Regions from separate parts of the Sus scrofa genome. Here region 2 is linked to region 1. Evidence: chromatin contacts called from public HiChIP or PLAC-seq data. All regions are on one chromosome and are shown on one strand. Each heading gives the region's core, a stretch centred on a gene start, on an enhancer-like site or on the middle of the called end of the contact. The rest is flanking DNA. Distances are from core to core; before and after follow the strand shown.

The links. HiChIP or PLAC-seq counts read pairs in DNA pulled down with a chosen protein or histone mark.
Region 2: a contact with region 1 is called in an H3K27ac HiChIP or PLAC-seq map of alveolar macrophages. The contact joins the promoter of RFC2 here to the promoter of LAT2 in region 1. A contact is called at or near these places in 12 of 47 Hi-C or Micro-C datasets (alveolar macrophages, blood, embryonic fibroblasts and 4 more) and 2 of 2 datasets of contacts at active chromatin or transcription factors (alveolar macrophages and skeletal muscle).

What each region holds. Positions count from the first base shown.
Region 1 is chr3:11,350,670-11,358,238 of Sscrofa11.1, forward strand. It overlaps LAT2 (linker for activation of T-cells family member 2), which reads left to right and starts at 3,204. Exons shown (of 13, transcript NM_001243411.1): 1 at 3,204-3,481; 2 at 7,288-7,410. The coding sequence starts at 7,317.
Region 2 is chr3:11,390,859-11,398,174 of Sscrofa11.1, forward strand. It overlaps RFC2 (replication factor C subunit 2), which reads right to left and starts at 1,832. Exons shown (of 11, transcript XM_021086337.1): 1 at 1,610-1,832. The coding sequence starts at 1,716.

The sequences.
Region 1 (7,569 bases), core at 1,954-4,453:
TGGGTGGCTGCAGCTCTGATTGGACCCCTAGCCTGGGAACCTCCATGTGCCACTGGAGCAGCCCTAAACACCAGGAAAAAAAAAAAAAAAAAAAAAAAAAAAAAAAAGGCTGACAAACCCCTTGCTGATAAGCTTGTGGGTCTTTGAGTACAGTGACTGTGGGAATTAATTCAAAATTAGCATTAACCTGAAAACTGAATATTCCATACCCTTTAGCCCAGGGGTTCCCCTCCCAGGCATGTATCCTAGGGAAATAAACGCCACACAGCATGACAGTTCATGTATGGTACACAGATGAGAGAATAAAGCCACAGGTCAGGGGAGGCAGAGGAACGGGTGGTGGTTCACGGCCAAAGCAAAGTGCCATAGATGGCTGGGGTGAGGGGCAGGAGGGCTGCCTGTTCGTATCTTGAGTGTCGAGGACGGGAGACAACTTTACAGATGGGCTGCAGTGACTTCTAGAATGTCGTATATGCTTCTCAAGTTGCATTTTTCTAAATAACCATCACTTCCTGTAGCTTTCAGGGATCTGTGACCCCAGAAGAGTCTGAGCCTTGGCACTGAGTTCTTGGAACGGCTCCTTTTCTACCTCGATACCTTGCTTCTCTGACGAGTGTGTGCACAAACCGACACTCCACTGTGAGCCCCAAAGCCAAATAGCCCTGTTGGGAGTGATGGAAACTGGAAATAGACAGTGGTGATGGTTGCACAATATTGTGAATAATTCGTGTCGCTGAGTTGCATATTATAAAATGCTGAGGGCGCAGCCAAAAGAAATGGTTAAAGTGGTGAATTTCCTGTTGATATTTATTTTGTCACAATATTTTAACGGCATAATATACCAGGAACCATTGAATTGGAAAAAAAAAAAAATGGTGTTCCCATCGTGGCTCAGTGGTAACAAACCTGCCTAGTTTCCGTAAGGACGCAGATTCAGTCGCTGGCCTCGCTCTGGTTTAAGGGTCTGGGGTTGCTGTGGCTGTGGTACAGACTGGCAGCTTCAGCTCCAATTTGACCCCTGGCCTGGGAACCACCATATGCCACAGGCAAGGCCCTAAAAAGACAAAAAAAAAAAAAAAAAAAAAAAATTCACTGGCATTTACACAGCTGGACATGAAATGTCTAGTTTTTTAAAGCTTATTTTCTAACTCACGGCTGAATGGCCTATAAGTAGAATAGAACTGGGAGAGATTTGAGAATTGCCCTGCAAGGGAGCAGGGTCATCCTTCCACTCAGGTCCAAAAGGTTGACGGGCCTGTTTCTGTGGATAGAAGACGAGCTCCAGGAGGGTCCAGGAGGTTTCCTCAGTGCTGCTGTGGATGCACCTGAGTCTTTGCCCGTGGTTGGTGGTCACTTCAACACCTGCCGTCGCTAAGAAAGGCCCATGACAGAAGCTGGCATGTGGATGAGAGCTCCGTTCCCACCAGACCCTGGAGTTTCTGTGTCTCCACGGGCAGGAAACCCCAGGCAGGCGCGTAGCTGAGAAGCGGCTGGAGACCCACTCTGGCTCGTCCTCGTGGGTGAGGAGGGTCCAGGCAGGTGGTCCCAGCCAGGACCTGAACTCATGGGTGGTGAAGAGACAACAGGCTTTGGACTCTGTGTTCACAACCAGCTTACCTCTAGGATTCTTAGTCTATGCCCTTGCCAAGGTGTCCCTGGAAAGTGTTGCCGTGGGCCTTACACGTTGCACTGCCCCATGTGGAACGAGGGAGGCAGCGTGCGTCACAGGTGCAGCTCTGCAATTCAGATAAGGTTGGCTTTAGTCCTTGTGTCACAGTTTGCCGTGGAGACAACTTCTGGCACTCTGCCCAGGGATCTCGGGTCCCTGCGCTACCCTTCTCTCCCACAGGGTGGCAGCAGAGGGCGCCCAGCCCCTGTGTTTCTGTTTCGGTTCTGGCAGGGCCTCCTGGGGGCACTTCCACTGCGGCTGGACTGCCTGGCCTGGTCTGGGACGTCCGGGCCACCCCAGGCTGGGGCTGAAAGCCCCGCCCCAGCCAAGACGGGCCCCAGAGCTCGGGAGCCCAGGCTCTGAGATGCCAGGCAGGTGGGGGTTGGGAGACCCTCATGGGGTGGCGTGCCACTAAGAGTTCAGTGGCCTTGGACAAGGTGTTTAGTGACACATAACAGGAGGCCCTGGAGAATGTGTGCTGCGTGTGGGGCACCCACCTCTCAGCACCGTTCTCACCTCTGAAGGAAGTGCCCAGGGGCTGGGCAGCAGGTGGAGAGCCTGGGGGCTGGGTCCTAACTGCCCTGCTTTCCCCCCACCCCGGCCCGGGCCTGCCGCCTGCCTGGGGCCAGCTCCACGCCTCCACGAGCCTCATCTGGAAAATGGGGGTGAGAAGGCTCCTGGGACTGAAGGAGGAGCCGGGATTGTCCTTCCTTCTATCCTCCAGCGTTGTCTCTTCACCTCAGTGGCCTCTCCATCCATCTCTCTTTGTCTCTGGCTGTTTTTTCTCTAGAGGGCCGCACCCACGGCATGTGGAAGTTCCCAGGCCAGGGGCCAGCTGGAGCTGCAGCTGCCGGCCTGCACCACAGCCACAGCAACGCCGGATCTGAGCCACATCTGCAGCCTACACCACAGCTTGTGGTAACGCTGGAACATTAACCCCCTGAGAGGGGCCAGGGTTTGAACCTGCATCCTCTTGGATACTAGTTGGGTTCTTAACCCCTTGAGCCACAATGGGAACTCCTCTGGCTCTTTGTTATTATTATTATTGTTTTTGTTTTTTGTTTTTTACCTTTTCTAGGGCCTCACCGGTGGCATATGGAGGTTTCCAGACTAGAGGTCCAACTGGAGCTGGAGCCGCCAGCCGACACCACAGCCACAGCAACGCGGGATCCTTAACCCACTGAGCGAGGCCAGGGATTGAACCCGCAACCCCGCGGTTCCTAGTCAGATTCGTTAACCACTGAGCCACGACGGGAACTCCTGGCTCTTTGTCATGTCTGGCCTGGCTTGCATCTCTCTGCGCCCATCCACCCATGTCCCATGGGTATGGGTGTGGACGTGTATTTCTGTGTTTCTGTGTTTTCAGCGTGTCTCTCTCCGTGTCTTCCCACTCTTTGTCCCTGCCTGTGCGTGATATGCAAGCAGCCCTATTTCATGCTCTTTCTCCCTGTCCCCCTCTGTCTCTTCCCCTCTGTGAGGCCTGTGTGTGTTGTGGTTGTGTGTGTGTATTTAGTGTGTGTTGTGTGTGTGTCCGTGCACGTCTCTCTCTCTGCCTGACTGCCTCCGTCTTGTTCTCTGTCTCTCTCTGTCTCCGCCTCCGTCTTGGTCTCTGTCTCTGTCTCTCTCTGTCTCTGCCTCTGTGAGAGCCGAGCCTGTCCGGCAGAGCAGCGGATGTGTGAGGGATGATTCAGTGGCTGACAGGAAGCCCGCCGCCTTGCCTGCTGCCCGCCAGTGTCTGTGGCGTTGGCATCGGCTCGGGCAGGTGTGTGGGCTCAGGATGAGGTGGCCGCAGTGAGGAGCGCCTGCTCTCAGGTAAGCCTTTCCCAGGGGTGCCTGGAGCCTGGCCCCAAGGCAGGGGTCCTGAGCTGTCCCCAGACACCCCACAGGGGATGGGAGTGGCCTCGCTGGCCGAGCAGGAGCACTTGGCTGCCGGCTGGGGGTGGGGGTGGGGGCTGGGAAGAAGCCAGGCCGCCCGGCACCCCCTGCCTTGGCCCCGGCACTGTCCTGGCACCCCTGGCTAGGGGGCCCTCACCCCAGACCCTGCAGCACTAGAGGTGCAGCTATTTCTGGGGCTCCGGCTACTCTCCTGCCCCCATTTTCCCCAGCCCAGCCCGCACAGCCCTGGGGAGCCCCAGGGCAGCCGCTCCCCGGGGCAGGCCTGTGAGCCTGAGTTTCTTCATCTGTATAATGGGACTGGAGCTGCCCTGCCACAGGGCTATGGGAGGTCGGGTGAGACGCTACAGACGGGCAGGCCCAGGTCCTGCCCTGGGCCAGGGAGAAGCGGCTGTCCCGGCCGTCCCGAGCCCCAGCCAGCTCGCTCCTGTGCGGCTGGAGGAACTACAGGCCCTGGGCTGCTCGTGGTGGCCGCTCTGTTCACCATCCCCCACCCCTGCCCCAGAACAAGGGCTGCCGTCCGGGCCCCTGCACCTGCCGCTGGAGCGTAAAGAGCCTCCATTGGAGTCCTCCTGGCCTCATCGGAAGGCCAAGGTCATTTGGGAAAATGGAGCAGAGCCCCGCGGATAAAGCCTTCTCAGGGCTTGGGCCGGACCTCTGGCTCCCCGCTTAGCCCCCAGAGCCTGCCCTTCGGCCCTAGGGGTCCCAGGTTCCCCTTCTCCAGCATGAGGAGGGCTGGGAGGCCGGGCAGGAGGGCCACCAAGGCGCCTTGGGGACGGGAGGTGGGTGCTGAGGCTCGCTCAGCCCAGCCCCGAGAGCTTTTCCGCCATCGGCTTGTTGCAAACCTTGTTCATATGAAAACTGCCCACTTCCCTTTCTGCTATTTTGGCCCCGCAGGCCACGGGCTGAGGGCCTCCCCTCCCCACCCCACCCAGCCCTGCCGGCCCCTAGGGGCCCTCCTGCGGCTGCGAGGCCTGGCTCTGCTGGGGCCCAGCCCCTCCGCCTCCCTGTCCCCCGCCCACCTGCTCTCAGACCTGGATGGGAAAGGAGGAAAGCGAACAGATTGATTCCGTCTGGGGGGCAGCCACAGAGGTTTTCCTCAAACGAGTGTCTTTTAAAAAATATTGTGTACATCTTTAAAACGTCCTGTAAGGAAGGATTCACGTAGCAGAGTGTAGGCCCGGGCGTCAGCCCACCCTGGGAGCGGATGCCGGCTCTGACCGCTCAGCTGTGTGACCTCAGAAGGAGTACTCACCTCTCTGGGCTTCCCTCTCCTCCCTCGGAAGGCAGGAGCTGGCGTCTCCGAGGTGATGCTCTGCCTGTCTTGGACAACTGGGGGGCTGGGCAAAGGCCACACTCTCTTCAGATCCCAGCCCCTCCCAGGGTCCCCGCACAACGCCCCCCGCCCCCGTGTTGGACAGTTGTTGAGGGGGCTTAGACCTGCAGATCTTGGGGACCAGGCAAGGCAGGTTTCAGGTAGGGTTGCCTCATACTGTTCACTGCAGGCCGTCCAGCCAGCTCTGGCCCCAACAGGCTGCGGCTGCCGCTTTCCATCCTTTGGGGACCGTGGTGCTGGCAAGTCATGGTGGTCCCAGCCAACTGTGCCCCACTAGCCTGCTCTAGCACCTGGCAGGCGTCAGTTCAGTGCTGGGCCTCACACGACCAACCTGAGGGTTGAAAGTCATTTCCCCGGTTTAACAGAGGGGCAACCGGAAGCCGGGGATGCTGGGCCAGAATTGGAAACCTTATGCCCCGCTCCCTTCCCTCACGCACGGCCAGGGGTAGAAATGGGCTTGGGCTGGGGGCACCCCGAAGTGTGCGTCTTGTCCCAGGCAAGGCGGCTTTCTGACGGGCGGGGTCCTCTGGGAGGGAGGGTGGCAGAGGTCAGCAGCCCAAGTCCTGGGGCCTCAACCCCCAGGACAAGGGTGTGGACTTGCTCTGGGGTCTTAAGCGAAATCCGGGAGTGGCCAGGGCTGGACCCTCCCCCTGGCTCTTGCAGGGAGCATCTGTGCGACAGCCTCTCCCCGTGTGTCTCTGCCTGAATCTCCTCGGGGGCAGAAAGTCTCTGTCTTGACCAAAGGATGGAAATGCCAAAGGTGGGAGCTCGAGGGACCCGTCCAAGCAGCTGGAAATAAGACACTGGGCAACGTCTCTTCTGAGCCAGGCCAGACATGCTCGTCCTCCCAACAATGGTTTGAGGAAACACAGGCTTGATCCCCATTTTATAGAGGAGGAAACTGAGGCCAAGAGACTCTGAGGCAGGGGCAGGGGTCCCCACTCCAAGGCCAGGTGCTCGCAACCTCACGCTCTGGCGGGGGCGGGGAGCAGACCCCCCAAGTCGAGGGAGGGAGGAGGGTGTGTGGGCTCAGAGGGCGGTGATCAGGCTCCGAGAGGAGGGGGGCCGAGATCCACTCGGCCACCATCCTGGGCTGACCAGGTCATCTTTCTCTCCTGTGGGGGCCGCCAGGTCACGAGGTTTGGAAATTCTCGTGTTCCAGCTGACTCATTCGGTGTTTGGGGGAAGGAGAGGTGGCTTCTCCATGTCGCAATCATGCGTAGAGAATCCTCCTTGTCATCCCGGCCACAGGGATCCAGGAGGCCGAGTGGTGAGGGCCCAGGGGGCGCAGTGCGGGCCTCGGGGGAGCCCGGAGCAGGAGGTGGGCAGTGCAAAGCTCGGCTCTCCCCAGGCCTCGCCTTCCCCAGCTGTGAAGTGGGGAGAGGCCCTCCGGCCACGTGGCCGAGACGGGAGGAGCAGGTGTGCGGAGCGGACCCTCGGCGGCGTGGCTCCATGTGCCCACCACCGGGCACGGCCCCCTCCAGACCCCCACTGCCCTCGGCTCTGTCCCTGGCCACTGCCAGGGGGCTGAGCCTCTAGAGTTGCAACAATTCTCCTTGGAAGGCCCCTCCAGAGGGCCGTACTCGCAGGCCCCTGGCCCTCCTGTGTGGTTGTCTGTGGCTTCGCTGAGGCCTGACAGTCACAGCATGGCCCCAAGACCAGCCACTGACCAAGAAGTGGCCTCTTAGCCCACCTCCCACCACCAGACAGCAAGGCCCCTCTGCCCCTTCCCCTCAGGCCCGCCGCCTCCTCCTCCTCCGAGAAGCCTTCCTGACCTCCCCCCTCCTCCCAGCTCCCGGGAGGAGGAGTCTGGGCAGATGGGTGTTTTAGGAATGGAGATCCCAGCCCCAGCTTCCGCGGGAGGCCGTGGATGGGAGCGGAGAAGAAGCCTAGGGTGGGTGGGGGTAGGGGGGTTCCTGGGCAGGAGTCACAAACTCCGAGCTTGTGGAGTTTGCAGGAAGCAATAGGATGCAGTGGGTGGAGCCAGTGTTGGATCCGGAGGCTGGAGTTCAAATCCCGTCCTTCCCCTTAGCAGCTGAGGGATCTTGGCTTCCGCTTCTGTTTGTGAAATGGAGCAGGGCTCTCCCTCAAACGGCATTTGTGTGCACCAAGCAAAGGCGTGTGTGGGAGTGTGCACACACGTGTGGTGCAGTCTGACGGGTCTCCAGAACCTTCCAGCACTTACCAAGTGTTGATGATGGCCCTGGGGGTACTGGGTGCCGGTCTGGGGTCAGATGGGGGAACAGGGCTGGCTCTGTTCCTGCCTGGTTCTGGAACAAGGAGGGAGGGTGACACTGCGCTCAGCCGCGGGGTTGTCAGAGGACAGTGGGGGTCAGAAACCTGGGGTCCCCCCCACAACAACCCCAGCTCAAGCACCCTCATGTTGCAGCCCTGCAGGTAGAGTGGCCAGGAGTGGACATGGGCCCAGAGACAGAGCTGCTGTGGCCGGGGGCGGCCCTGCTGCTGCTGGTGGGGGCCGCGGCCGGCCTGTGTGTCCGCTGTTCCCGCCCAGGTAAAAAAGGCAGGGGTCGGTGGGCAGGAGGGAGGGGAGGGGTACCCAGACCTGGCTGCCATCAGAAGGGGCAGCCGGATAAGGCTCAAGAGGCAGAAGGGAAACCCAGGGGCCCAACCCCTAAATTGCCTGAAGGCAGTGGGTCTGGCTCACTCTGGG
Region 2 (7,316 bases), core at 582-3,081, 39 kb after region 1:
GCGGTGGAGTTCCCATCACAGCGCAGGGGAAATGAATCCGACTATGAACCATGAGGTTGCGGGTCCGATCCCTGGCCTCGCTCAGAGGGTTGAGTATCCAGCATTGCTGTGAGCTGTGGTGTAGGTCGCAGACGCAGCTCAGAGTTTCTGTGGCGCAGACTGGCAGCTGTAGCTCCAATCTGAGCCCTAGCCTGGGAACCTCCATATGCTGCAGGTGCAGCCCTAAAAAGCCAAAAAACCCCCAAAAAACCTAAAGGAGGGTTGTGGGAGTTCCTGCTGTGGCAGGATGCTGCACTGGTTTAAGGATCCCACATTGCTGCAGCTGTGGCATAGGTAGCAGCTGTGGCTCGGAGTCCCTGGCTTGGGAACTTCCATGTGCTTCAGGTGTGGTCAAAAAAACAAAACAAAAAAAAAGAGGGCTCTGCATGAAAATTACAATGCAAACCACATGTGTAATTTTTAAACCTGGTATCCACACTTAAGTGAAAAGGTAAAATTAATTTTAATAATATAATTTAGAGAACTAATATATTCAAAATATTATTTTCAACATGTAATCAATATAAAAATTACTAATGAGATTTTTTTTAAAACTAAGACCTTGATATCCGGTTTATATTGTACAACTTAAAGCCCATATCTCAACATAGATTGGCAACATTTCTCAATGCTCAACAGCCTCATGTGGCTAGTGGCTGGGGGACTGGACAGCGCGGGTGTGGATACTCCAGTAAGTTATACTGCCTTTCATTTAGGTATCTGCTCTCCGCAAGAAGAGAGCTGGGCAGGAGGGATGGGAATACAAAGAGGAAAGGGGGTAAACCATTACCACGCCCAGTGGAGAGTTCAGGGTGTGGGGCCTGCGCCAGTGGCAGGTGACTCCCCAAGTAACCATATCCTCTCAGTCATCCAGGATGCTGCTACTTAAAGAGAGCAAGCCACGGAAAACAGGAGGGCGCCTTTTTATTTTTTAATTAATTTATTTATTTTGTCTTTTTGCTCCCGCGGCATTATAGGAGGTTCCCAGGCTAGGGGTCTAATTGGAGCCATAGCCACCAGCCTATGCCAGAGCCACAGTAACGCGGGATCCGAGCCGCGTCTGCGACCTACACCACAGCTCACGGAAACGCCGCCTCCTTTAACCCACTGAGCAAGCTCAGGGACCGAACCCGCAACCTCTTGGTTCCTAAGTCGGATTCGTTAACCACTGCGCCACGACGGGAACTCCAGAAGGGTGGCTTTTGCATACCATCCCGATTCCGAACCTGCCTCATCAGAATCTGAGCCTCATCAGAAAAGCAGCTGGCAAACGCCAGGTGCAAAGTGGATGCTGGCGGGGGGGGGGGGGGCCCTCTTACCACAACTGGCACCGTTCTAACCAAGACCCCGTTTCCAGAGCTTAAACAAGCCACTCTCCACTCCAAGTGGTCTCAGCGAGCCACATCCCTTGTCTTCTTCAAATAATCTACTCTACACCCACGGGGCTCTCCTGCTCCTCTCAGGTGCCTCTGGAATGAACTCCCGCCCGTGGGCTACCCTAGGACCAGGGCCCCGCCACGCGCCCACCCACACGCCCAGACGACCCGTCATTGATGGCCTGGGCCCTCACCACGGCAGTTCGTAGTGGCCAGCGCTGCCCGGGGCCTTGCTGGGGGCCGGGGCAGGATCCTGGGCCCCGCGTTCGTCTGCGCCACTGCCGGAGCCCCCCGCGTCCATTCTCCCGCGGCCTCTTCCCGCCGCCCGAGGTCCCGCCCCACGACGCCACACGCAGGTTCCGCCCCTGTTCCTGAGGGACGCAGGATGCGAGCGGAAGCGTCTCTCCGCGCCTTTTGCGCCTGCGCAGAGGGCTCTATCTCGTCGTGGGCGCCTGTTGCTAGAGGCCGCAGTTGCTATGGGAGACCTGGCGTCGCGCCTGCGGAGTGAGAGGAAGGAGAGACCGACCGCAACGCCTTCCGAGAAGGCTGCTTGCTTCAGGAAGGGAAGTTCGTTGGTTTTTGTCTTTGTGTGATTTGTCTGGGAGGCTATCTCTGCGCGGCCCGTCGGGACCCGCACGCCTAGCAGGCCTGGCGGAGTAGGAGCATCCTGTCTGGTGCGGGGCGAATCCGGGGGCCGGTGGACGTGGGACGTTCCGCCCAAATGCAGGAACCGTCGGCGCACATGGACAGGGGCTGATGTCCTGGGAGGCAGAGGCTTGAACTGACCTCTAGGACTTGCCCTTGCCTAGCTTTTCCGATTGCTCAGAATGTCCGTCCCCCCCAACCCCCCCTCCCCCCTCCGCTGGATGGGCTCCTGCACCCTGGAACTTAATGTTCATTATCAGGAAATTCTCAGAATGCTGCAACATGGGAATTCCTCTCATTTTGCAGAAGAAGAAACTGCCCCTCTGTAAGATGTGACTCACTTTCATAACAGAAAAATAGGTAGTGCGTGTTCCCAAGTGCTTTGTGCATTCTTTTGGGCTGGTTTTCTACCTGTTGAACTAATCTTTCCTCCCGTAGCCTACTTGTCATAATAATAACAAATAATTTAAAATGAATAATGACTGTATTTTCTTTCCTGTGCTATGTACTAGTCCAGAGGTGGATACTCATTATCCTCGTTTTACAGTTGAAGAAACAGTCCTGAGAATGACTAATTTGTCCAGTGTTATTTGCGTTGTAAGTGGTGGAGCCAGGATTCCTTCCCCCACCATGTAGTCAAAACAGTAGTCATAAAATTCTATTTTGTTGCACTTAGCATACTGCATCATAATTTTGGGATAAATGTGTCTTTAATGTCTGAATTGAAGGTAAGGATTGAGACCTCCATCCTGTCCTTGCTTAACACAACACCTGGTGCTCTGTAAATGTTCGATTTGAGTCTCTGTAATGAACAGCTTGGGTCAGCTGTGAGGAACTGGGTTGCTTTCACCAGAGAACTGATTAAAGTCCCCTGGCTGTTTTCCTTCCATCATCAGTTAAAATATGTATCTACTACAGGGAGAAGGCCTTGTCTTCCAGGCGGTTGATTCGTCATTCAAATAAATATGGGCTCCAGAATCTAGGCTGCAAAGGTGATTGTTTTCGTTTTAGGGCTGCACCTGCAGCATATGGAAATTCCTGGGCCAGGGGTTAAATCACAGTGCATCTGGGGCCTCTGCCACAGCCAAGGTAACACGAGACCTGAGCTCCATCTGCAGCCCATGCCACAGCTTACAGCAATGTCAAATCCTTAACCCACTGAGCTAAGCTAGGGATCAGACCTGCTTCCTCACACAGACCATGTTTGGCCCTTAACCCACTGAGCCACAACAGGAACTCCTATTTTCTCTTTTTTTCCAACCCCTCAAGAAACCCTGCCCATTATAGACATTCATTGGGGAAGGTAATATCGCTGTTCTCTTCATTTTTTTCCTTTTCTTTTTGGCCACTCCTGTGGAATGCAGAAGTTCCTGTGTCAGGGATTGAACCTGTGCCACAGCAGTAACCAGAGCCACAGCAGTGACAATGCTGCCAGGTCCTTAGCACACTGAGCCACCAGGGAACTCTCTGTTTTTCATGTGTCAATTCTCTGCTTCATCTTTTCTAACTTGAGTGTTTGTTTAACTCCTTGAGGACATGGCACCTGCCCCTTGATTTCCCAGTTTCTTCCTTTGTATTTAAGTAGGCATGGAATTATGTTTGCCAGTTGCTTATTCCACTTATGCAGCCAGGCTAGCAAGTTCGAGGCAGTGGGCACAGTTTACAATTGTGTTCTACGAGTTGGGATGAAAACACGTGCTTCCTCATTCTTTTTAAGTTATCGCCAGTTGGGGAGTTCCCGTCATGGCGCAGTGGTTAACGAATCCGACTAGGAACCATGAGGTTGCGGGTTCGGTCCCTGCCCTTGCTCAGTGGGTTAACGATCCGGCGTTTCCGTGAGCTGTGGTGTAGGTTGCAGACGCGGCTCGGATCCCACATTGCTGTGGCTCTGGCGTAGGCTGGCGGCTACAGCTCCGATTCGCCCCCTAGCCTGGGAACCTCCATATGCCGCGGGAGCGGCCCAAAGAAATAGCAAAAAAAAAGCCAAAAAAAAAAAAAAAAGTTATTGCCAGTTGGGCATGAACCTCAAATGACCAAGATTCTGAAGCAGTTTCTTTTAATGATGGTAATGATTCAAGTCTCCAGCTTCAAAACTAACTGTGTTTCTCATCTCTCCTTTTACATGATTTGAGAAAAAACTACTTGAAGTTGGCTCTAGCTCTTCATTCCCCTTCATACTAATAGAACCATCCTGTATATTTTTAGAATCACTATTCACCAGTCCTTTCTTTCTCTGGAGGAGATAATACACATTTCCTTGAAATATAAGCTTTTCTTGAAATGTCTCTTTGTGGTTTTCCCTTGGAATTTTTCCCATGTGGTAATATTTGTTATAGTCAGTTATCTCTCTCACACACATATGCACAGTTTAGAAACTAAGCAGGCAACCTGTTGGTGGGCCCTGGACACTGATTTCACTGATGTGCTTTAAATGCCAGGAGAATCAGAAGGTGACCTTTGGGGCAGAACTGCACCATCAGGGCATTTTTCCTCTCTCTGGACTGAGCCTTCTGTGTTTGCTGGACTTGGGCCCAGACAGAGCTTCCTTCTTAAAAGCTCCAGCCACTCCCCTAGGGCCACACAGCAGCCACATGGGGCAACCAGGGAATATTGGGGAAACCCCAGGCTCTGGTCAAAGGGCAAGGGGCATCCACGTGAACCCTCCTCTTCTTTCCTAACAAATGTGTGAAATCCCTGGAAATTAAATTCATACCCAGCCTGAGCTCCCAGACTTTTTTTTTTCTTTCTGTTCAAGCCCACGACATACAGAAGTACCTGGCCCAGGGATCGAACTGGTGCCACAGCAGTGACAGTGCCAGATCCTTAACTGCTAGGCCACCAGGGAACTCTTCCAAGACTCTTGTCACAAGAAGGCAATTAGTTGGAGAAAATAGGAAAGATGTGGAAAGGAGAAAATGGAAAACAAAAGCCTTTCCCTAAAGCCAGAGGCTTTCAATCAAATTTGTCAAATGGGATAGGCAACAAATCTTGGTTAAAATGACACTTTAGGAGTTCCCTGGTGGCCTAGTGGGTTGAAGGCCTGTTAGCACTGCTGTGGCTCAGGTCACTGCTGTGGCGTGGGTTCGATCCTTGGCCCGGACACTTTTGCATGCTATGGGGGGGAGGCCAAAATAATAACAACAACAATAAAAAATAATAAAATGACACCTCTAACATGGCATTGAAGGACATAGGGTTGGAAATTTGGTGGCATTTCCAGGCCAGGATGACCATAAACTCCTGCTTTCCACCCTCTCGTAGCCTCCATTGACCCAGGATGTGCGCCTACTTGAGGCTGTTTGCTTTGTTTACACTGAAGTTTTAAAAATTCATTTGCTGTTTCCCAAAGGATTTCTTTATGAATTTTAGCTCTTTTTTAAAATGGTGATCCTATCACTGAAATAATTGTTTGCCCTCAGACACTGCGGTCTTCTATCACCAGTAGTGTTTTTCTAACATTCTCATTAGCATTTTCAATATTAAAAAGCTCATTATGTAGAGAAAAAGCCTATATCCTAAATATACCTACACTATAAGGATTTGTCATTTGAGTAACACTTGTCCTCAAGAATTGTACTGATTAGGTTTGCGGGATTTGGAAGCTGGTAGAAATAATCATTTAGCCCGACTCTTGGTTTCTGTCTGTCTAACGATATTGATTGAGAGCCTGCAGCCACTGTCATGGGCACTGGGGTGTGAAACAGGGCCAGCTTCCGCCCTTAAGGAGCTTGCACGGTAGGGAGGGAAAGACACACCAAGCAGCCAATCGTAGTTCCTTAATTGTGATTACGAGGTGTTAGGAAAAGCCCTGATTGGCTGTTAGAATGTCAGCCACAGGTGCCATCCCACCTGGGCGGTCAGGAAGGGGTTTTCTGGGGAGGAGTCCTTAGACCTGAGATCTGAATGCTGCATCTGAGCTTTGAATGTCTGTTGGCTTTGCCTGGAAGGTACCTCTTCACACCCTCCCTCTCTCCCTTTGCTGTCTTTCCTGTCACCGTGTTTATCGCTTTGTTGTGTTACCCACAATTATCTGGATCTAGCGCCTTGTTTATTCTTTGAACCTCCCCCCGCCGCCCCCACCCGAGAGCGACCCTCCTTAAGAACAGGAGCTCTGTCCTGCTCAGCATCTTCTCCCTGTGTTGCCCAGAGCACCTGCCCAGAGAAGGTGCTGCATTTGCCCTGAAGGGATGAGTGACTGAACAACAGCGGGACTGACCAATCAATCTGGGATGAGTGGGCGTGGGAGTTGGAGAGAGAGGAGGCCTGCAGGGGCCAGACCGCGTGAGACCAGGATGTTGGGTAAAAGCCGCCAGACCCAGTTTACGTTTCGATGGCTCTGGTTGCCATGCGTCAGTGGTCTGGAGGGACGTGTGTGTGAAGGAAATGCCAGCAGCAGTCTGTGTGCTACTGTTGTGATCTTTTAGTCTCTAAGTTTTAAATTGTAAAACATTCCACATATACTGAAAATTATATCAACATTCATGTACTCACCACCAAGACATATTAAAAATTTGCTCATGGAGTTCCCGTTATGGCTCAGTGGTAATGAACTTGATTAGTATCCACTAGGATTCGGGTTTGATGCCTGGCCTTGCTCAGTAGGGTAAGGATATGATGTTGCCGTGAGCTGTGGTGTAGGCAGTCAGCTGTAATAACTCTGATTCCACCCCTAGGGTGAAGAACTTCCGTATGCTGCAGGCGTGGCCCTAAAAAGACAAAAAACAAAAAAAACAAAAAAACAAAACTTTTGCTCCTTTTATTTATTTAATTAACTTTTTTGGCCATGTTTGTGGCATATGTGAGTTCCAAGGGCAGGGATCGAACCCTCAACACAGTTGTGACCTGTGCCACAGTTGTAGCAACGCCAGATCCTTAATCCACTGGACCACATAGGAACTTCCAGCAAAGTTTTTGGATTTGTCTCTTCAGATCTGTTTCCTCTTCTAGAATGTAAACTCCATGAGAGTGGAGTTGTGGTCCTTTTTCACTGCCTGGCACAGAGGAGGTGCTCAAGAAAACTTGCCAAGTGGGTGTATTCGTTTTCTGCCATAGAGTATTCCATGGTGTTCTGAGGTACTTTAAGGTAGATACCTAGAAATGAACCACTCAGTCCTAGATAAGGGCATCTTTCATTTATGAGAGTCATTCAGATGATTTTCTGGAGAAGGTCTCCAGGTAAATCCTCACAGAATACTCAGGGTCAAGGTAGAGGCAAAACCTAAGCCCGGAGTTCCCGTCGTGGCGCAGTGGTTAACG